Regions from separate parts of the Sus scrofa genome. Here region 2 is linked to region 1. Evidence: chromatin contacts called from public HiChIP or PLAC-seq data. All regions are on one chromosome and are shown on one strand. The core of a region is the stretch at or near the end of the contact, and the rest is flanking DNA. Distances in the headings are between cores, read along the strand shown.

Region 1 (3,108 bases), core at 252-2,751:
CCTTGGGCTTTCAGAGAGCTGCCTTGTCCTGACTCTGGTCTGCAGATGTCACAGTCTAGTGATCATCCTGGACGCCTTCCTGGGATAGGATCTTTCTGCCTAGGTCATGGAATGGGGGCTCCAGGTAGCAGAGAGCACTATACACGGCTCTTGCAGATGGGAGGAGAGTGGGATGGCAGAGACACAAGTGAGCAAGCCCCTCTCGTCTAACCTTCCAAATATGGGGGTGAGGGAAGCGGTGAGAAATGCAGTGAAAGGGACGGGAGACCAGTAGGTTTCCTTGGTGCCCTGAGCATGCTGCTGCACAGAAGAGTCCACGTGTCCAAGCTGGAACAGCTAAGGTAGAAGGAGAGTAAACAGTCTCAGCCCAAATGTGAGGCACTAGCAACTTAGTAAAACAAGTCACGTGGTTTGCTTGCTGCTGTTTCCAATCCTGTTCTCCATGCCCAAGAGCAGCCTGCCTGTCATACCAAGTTAGACACTTTCCCTTTGAAATTAGGCATTGACAGAGTTTAAAGACGCTTTTAGATAGAAAATATCATTACTTAAAGCCAACTCAAATAATGCCCTAATCATCTATTTTCATGTCTATCTGTAGCATACCTCATGTGGACTAATGTACTTAAGGTTCATCAGAGGACCTGGAACCTGCTTAGGAGCACAAGTTGATTCCCAACGATCCTTGAACAAGTCCTGCCACCTCCTGCCCCCAATGGGTTTTTACAATTTCCGTGAGAAGTTGTGGGTTGAGCTAATTAATAAAGAATAGGATTCTGTGAGCTAGTACAACTTCAGGTTTATCTGATTTCATGTGCCGGCCTCCCTGTTCCACAACCCATAATTTTTCCCCTCATATATGTTTTATAATTGATGTTTCAGGAATTTAAAAGACAAGTTTAAGGCTTTCACTAAGGCTAAGGTTCCTTCACTTTCATTAGTAACACATTGGCCAGGATGTGTTGTAGGGACAGAAGCAGTTTCAAAATTGCTGCCTCAGTCACGGTGCCTGCAAGTGACTTAGCCTGGGTGTTGTGACTGTCCCCAAAGGTACACTTACGGTGGTATGTCACTCCCCATTTTTCCCCCCACGCCTCAGCTGGGTCGCATTTCCTATTTCACAGCTATAAGTCAGGTTCTGGATACCGTTCAGGGAATACAGGTGCAGTATGCTTAATGCAACAGGGGTATTTCTATGACCATTTACATCCGTGAGGATTCTGTAAGCACCATTTAAAATTATCCAAAGGGTGCTGTCTCTGTAACTTGATGCTTTTCACAAAGCAGAAGACCTTTTGAAAACATGACATTATTTCCTACTTTCTGAGTTCTAATTTCAGGTTTTCCTGAACTAATTTTAAAAAACGATGGAGGCTCTCTCGTTCTTTTACATTTGTCGAGCAGGCTCCACATCCACACAGGAGCCAATCACACTTTGCTGTTAAGCTTTACTAAACAAAGACATGAAAATGTGGGCTACCGAGTCAGAACTTCCCCATGAGTCAGTAGCCAGCAAAAGATCTCAAGGTTCCAACTAACCAGCCTTTCACATGCAGCCCACAGCCTTTCATATCCAGTTCTGCTTTTTCAGTATTGTCTAAGGGCCTGATTTCTGGTTAGGAACTGAGAAAATGGGGTGGTTTCTACCTCTGTAGTGATACATGGTGGGGCTAGCCAAGATACCCCATGTCAACAGTGGTAGAAAAAGGGGCCAAGTCCCAGGATCTCAAACACGAGAACTCCCTCTTCTCAGCCCCCATTCTACCCTCTCCCCCATGAGGTTCCAAAGGGATACAATATGTGAGCAGAGAACAAGGCCAGGCGAAGAAAGACAAAGTGGTGATGGGACTCCTGCTTCAAATCCTGATGTGAGGGATCTGATGAGCTGGCTTGGACAGAGCAATGGTTCCTACGTCTGGTTGCCCATCGGGACCACTTGGAGGTTTGGTTTGGTTTGGTTTTGTTCTCAATTATAGTTTCGAGTATTATTCCAGATTTATCCCCAGGGGTGGGGCCCCGGATTTTTTTTTTTTTTTTTCTTTTTCTCTCATTAGGGCCGTACCTGTGGCATATGTAAGTTCTCAGCTCAAATCAGAGCTATGGCTGCCAGTCTACACCACAGCCATAGCAACACGGGATTTGAGCCATATCTGTGACCCACACCACCACAGCTCGTGGCAACACTGGATTCTTAACTCACTGGGTGAGTGGGTTAAGACAGACTGAATCCGCGTCCTCATGGTTACTAGTTGGGTACTTAACCCACTGAGCAACAGGAACGCCCCAGATTCTGTATTTTAAAAAGCACAGCACAGTGTTGCTGTGGCTGTGGTGTAGGCCAGCAGCTGTAGCTCCAACTGGATCCTAGCCTGGGAACCTCCAAATGCTGCGGGTGCGGCCCTAAAAAAAAGCACAGCACATTGGGATGTCTCCTGGCCCCACCACTGCTGGCATCAGGGAACCAGTGATTTGAGTCGGAGGGCCTAAGGTCAGTGATGAGCTGAGGCTGGCTTGTCCCAGCTCACAAGAGCTGACTGCTGAATTTTCAGGCATCATGCAAACCGTTATCAAAAGTTATATAAGTTTACTATTAAATAAATTATATCAAAACCAAAGCTAATACTCAAAGCTCATCATGTCCTACTCACTCACCACATTTTACTATTATCTGTGTTCTTGAGGTTTTCACATCTGTTGTATATGGAGTGGTGGGAAATGCTATGTAATGGTCTACGGCCATGCATCTCTTCCCAAGTCCATGCTCAGGGAGATCACGTTGGTAACTTGAGATCCAAAATTTATACATGGAAATCAGCAAACACTAAAAATGGGGGCTTGATTTATTAGATTGTCTCTAGATATAAGAAAATGATGGAAAAGTGTAAATAATGCATATTAAACTTAAAAACATGTCATGCCTGTAGCTAGCACATTGTGAATAGCACAAAAGTAGAAGAAATAGTCTTTCAATATTTGAAAATTGCCTGATTTTAGAGAAGATGTTACTCTCTCTTTGCTGACAAACAAGCAAAATTCCAAAATATGATGTCTTCCTTGTTTCAGCAATCAGTTGACTATTCATGTAAAGAAAACCATCAACCAACATTCATG
Region 2 (2,935 bases), core at 119-2,618, 370 kb after region 1:
GAGCCTGATCTATAGAAAACAATGAACAAATAAATGTTCCTGAGAGTTCCCTGATGGCCTAGTGGATTAAGAATTTGGCATTGTCTGGAGTTCCTACTGTGACGTAGAGGAAACGAATCTGACTAGGAACCATGAGGTTTTGGGTTAGATCCCTGGCCTTGATCCTGGTTAGATCCTCAGTGGGTAAAGGATCTGATGCTGCCATGAGCTGTGGTGTAGGTCACAGACACGGCTCAGATCCCTCTTTGCTGTGGCTGTGCTGTAGGCTGGAGGCTACAACTCGGATTAGACCCCTAGCCTGGGAACCTCCATATGCCATAGGTGCAGCCCTAAAAAGACAAAAGACAGAAAAAAATAAAATAAAATAAAGAATTTGGCATTGTCATTGCTGTGGCTTGGGTCACTGCTATGGTTAGGGTTCAATCCGTGGCCCAGGAACTTCTGCATGCTCATTATTATATTATCAAATGGATAAAAACCACCAAACAAAACCCAACTAAGATTTGTTTAACAGGTTCATAAAAAGTTACCCGAAATGACTTGTCTCTCCTCCTAGATAGGTCTGCTGTTTGATGTATTTGAACAATCAGCTAAACACATGAGAAGAGATGTTTCTATTTAAGGAGCTCCCACTGTGGCACAATAGGCAGTGTCTCTGCAGCACCAGGACTGCGGGTTTGATCCCCAGCCAGCACAGTGGTTAAAGGATCTGGAGTTGCCACATCTGCAGCATAGGTCATAACTGTAGCTCAGATCTGATCCCTGGCCCGGGAACTCCACATGCCACAGGGTGGCCAAAAAAGAAAATTAAAAAGTCAATTTGAAATGTTTAAGGAAAAAGCGATTTGGCAAGCAGGTAGAATCAGAAGAACTGGGCCTCAGTTTCCCTCTCTGCATGAAGAGAAGTCTGGAATACAAGCTGCTGTCTTTCATCTTTGACCTTCATAAAGCAGCCTGATTCTGCAAGGGTCATCCTAGCTACTCGTGTATGCATCTAGCAACTTCTAATCCTGCCTGGCCCAGGAATACCTGGCATCTGGTGCCCTTCTCTGGGTGGAGTTTTTGCAGGGCTCACACAAGCCCACTGCCTGGGCATATCTCCACTATCCCTAAGCCTCCCTAAGATCCACCAGTTCCAACATCCCCGAGTGCCCACCATACGCAACCACAGAAGGCAAAATTCTAACCCGCAGTTCCGAGAACTTGCAGAGAGGAGAAATGGGGCTTTATTGGTTTCCAGCGTTACCTGCCCAACCTATTCAGGAGGACATTTCCTTCTTTCCTCCACAGCTTTGGAGAGTCCTTCTTCTTCTTCACATTCAGGGGACAGAAAGCTAGCAGCAGAACTTGGCTTTTTCCCAGCGTGACAACGTGCTTTGGGGTTAATGAAACATCGCCACCTGGTGGAATGATACTAAGCTAACTAGACAGAGAGTGACGGACTTCTAGTCTCCCAACAGGTAAGGTCACAGAATCCCAAAGAGAAAGAGCTAGAAGGGTCCTTAGAGCTTGGATCCGATTTCTTTACTAAATAATGGAAATGTTGTATAGAGATGGTTTGTGAATGTCAAGACTAGAACCCAGAACGACTGACCCTTTGTGTGAATAATGCCGCTTTCTTCCTTCTCTACTACCTACCCCGCACAACGGATACTCAGTCATCCCATACTGTCGCCCAAAATGACTTAATAACTGAGGCTAGCAAAGTCAGGATTATTTCCATCCTGCATGTTTCCTCTTGCTTTTTATCAACTCTACGGAGGTAGAATGGGAAGACTAGAGGAGTTGCAACCAGTAACTGGTATAAAGAAAAGACAGATCACACACCTATGGTCAATTCTTCTTCAACAAAGGGGGCAAGAATATACAATGGAGAAAAGACAATCTCTAAGCAAGTGATGTTGGGAAAAGCTGGATAGCTGCATGTAAATCAACGAAGTTAGGACACTCCCTCATACCATACACAAAAATAAACTCTTAACAGCTTAAAGACATAAGTGTAAGACATGACACCATAAAACTCCTAGAAGAGAATACAGGCAAAATCCTCTGACATAAATTATAGCAGTGTTCTCTTGGGTCGGTCTCCCAAGACAAAAGAAATAAAAGCAAAAAAAAAAAACAAAAACAAATGGGACTTAATCCAACTTAGAAGCTCTTGTACAGCAAAGGAAACCATAAGCAAAATGAAAATACAACCTATAGAATGGGAGAAGATATTTGCAAACAATGAAACAAACAAGGGACTAATTTCCAAAATATACAAATAGCTCATATAGCTCAGTATCAAAAAACAAACAACCCAATCAAAAAATTGGGCAGAAGACCTAAATAGACATTTCTCCAAAGAAAGCATACAGATGAAAAGATGCTCAACATCACTAATTGTTAGAGAAATGCAAATCAAAACTACAATGAGGTTTCACCTCATACCAGTCAGAATGGCCACCATCAAAAAGTCTACAAATAATAAATTCTGGAGAGGGTGTGGAGGAAAGGGAACCCTCCTACAATGTTGGTGGGAATGTATATTGATGCAGCCACTATGGAGAATAGTATGGAGGTCCCTTACTAAACTAAAAATAGAGCTACCCTATGATCTAGCAATCCCACTCTCTGGCATATATCTGGAACACACAAAAACTCTCATCCAAAAAAGACCTACACCCCAATATTCACAGCAGCACTATTTACAATAGTCAAGACATGGAAGCCACTTAACTGCCCATTGACAGATGAATGGATAAATAAAATGTGGTGTACATATACATATATATATATAAGGGAATATTACTCTGCCATAAAAAGAATGAAATATTGCCATTTGCAGCAATATGGATGGACTTAGAAATTATATATTAAATGACATAAGTCAAACAAAGACAAATATATATCACTTACATGTGGAACCTAATTTTAAAATGACACAAAAGTA

The links. HiChIP or PLAC-seq counts read pairs in DNA pulled down with a chosen protein or histone mark.
Region 2: an H3K27ac HiChIP or PLAC-seq map of alveolar macrophages shows a contact between it and region 1. The contact joins two enhancer-like sites. A contact is called at or near these places in 1 of 47 Hi-C or Micro-C datasets (embryonic fibroblasts) and 1 of 2 datasets of contacts at active chromatin or transcription factors (alveolar macrophages).

The regions. Positions count from the first base shown.
Region 1 is chr2:26,000,755-26,003,862 of Sscrofa11.1, forward strand. No RefSeq gene overlaps it. Among named protein-coding and RNA genes, the nearest start is that of MIR1343, 64 kb to the right of the region's middle. Within about 2 kb of position 1,502, at least 9 of the 83 cell types and tissues checked have an H3K27ac peak or open chromatin away from gene starts, as enhancers often do. A contact at or near this core is called in alveolar macrophages, where this site is marked.
Region 2 is chr2:26,370,018-26,372,952 of Sscrofa11.1, forward strand. No RefSeq gene overlaps it. Among named protein-coding and RNA genes, the nearest start is that of EHF, 31 kb to the left of the region's middle. Within about 2 kb of position 1,369, at least 5 of the 83 cell types and tissues checked have an H3K27ac peak or open chromatin away from gene starts, as enhancers often do. A contact at or near this core is called in alveolar macrophages, where this site is marked.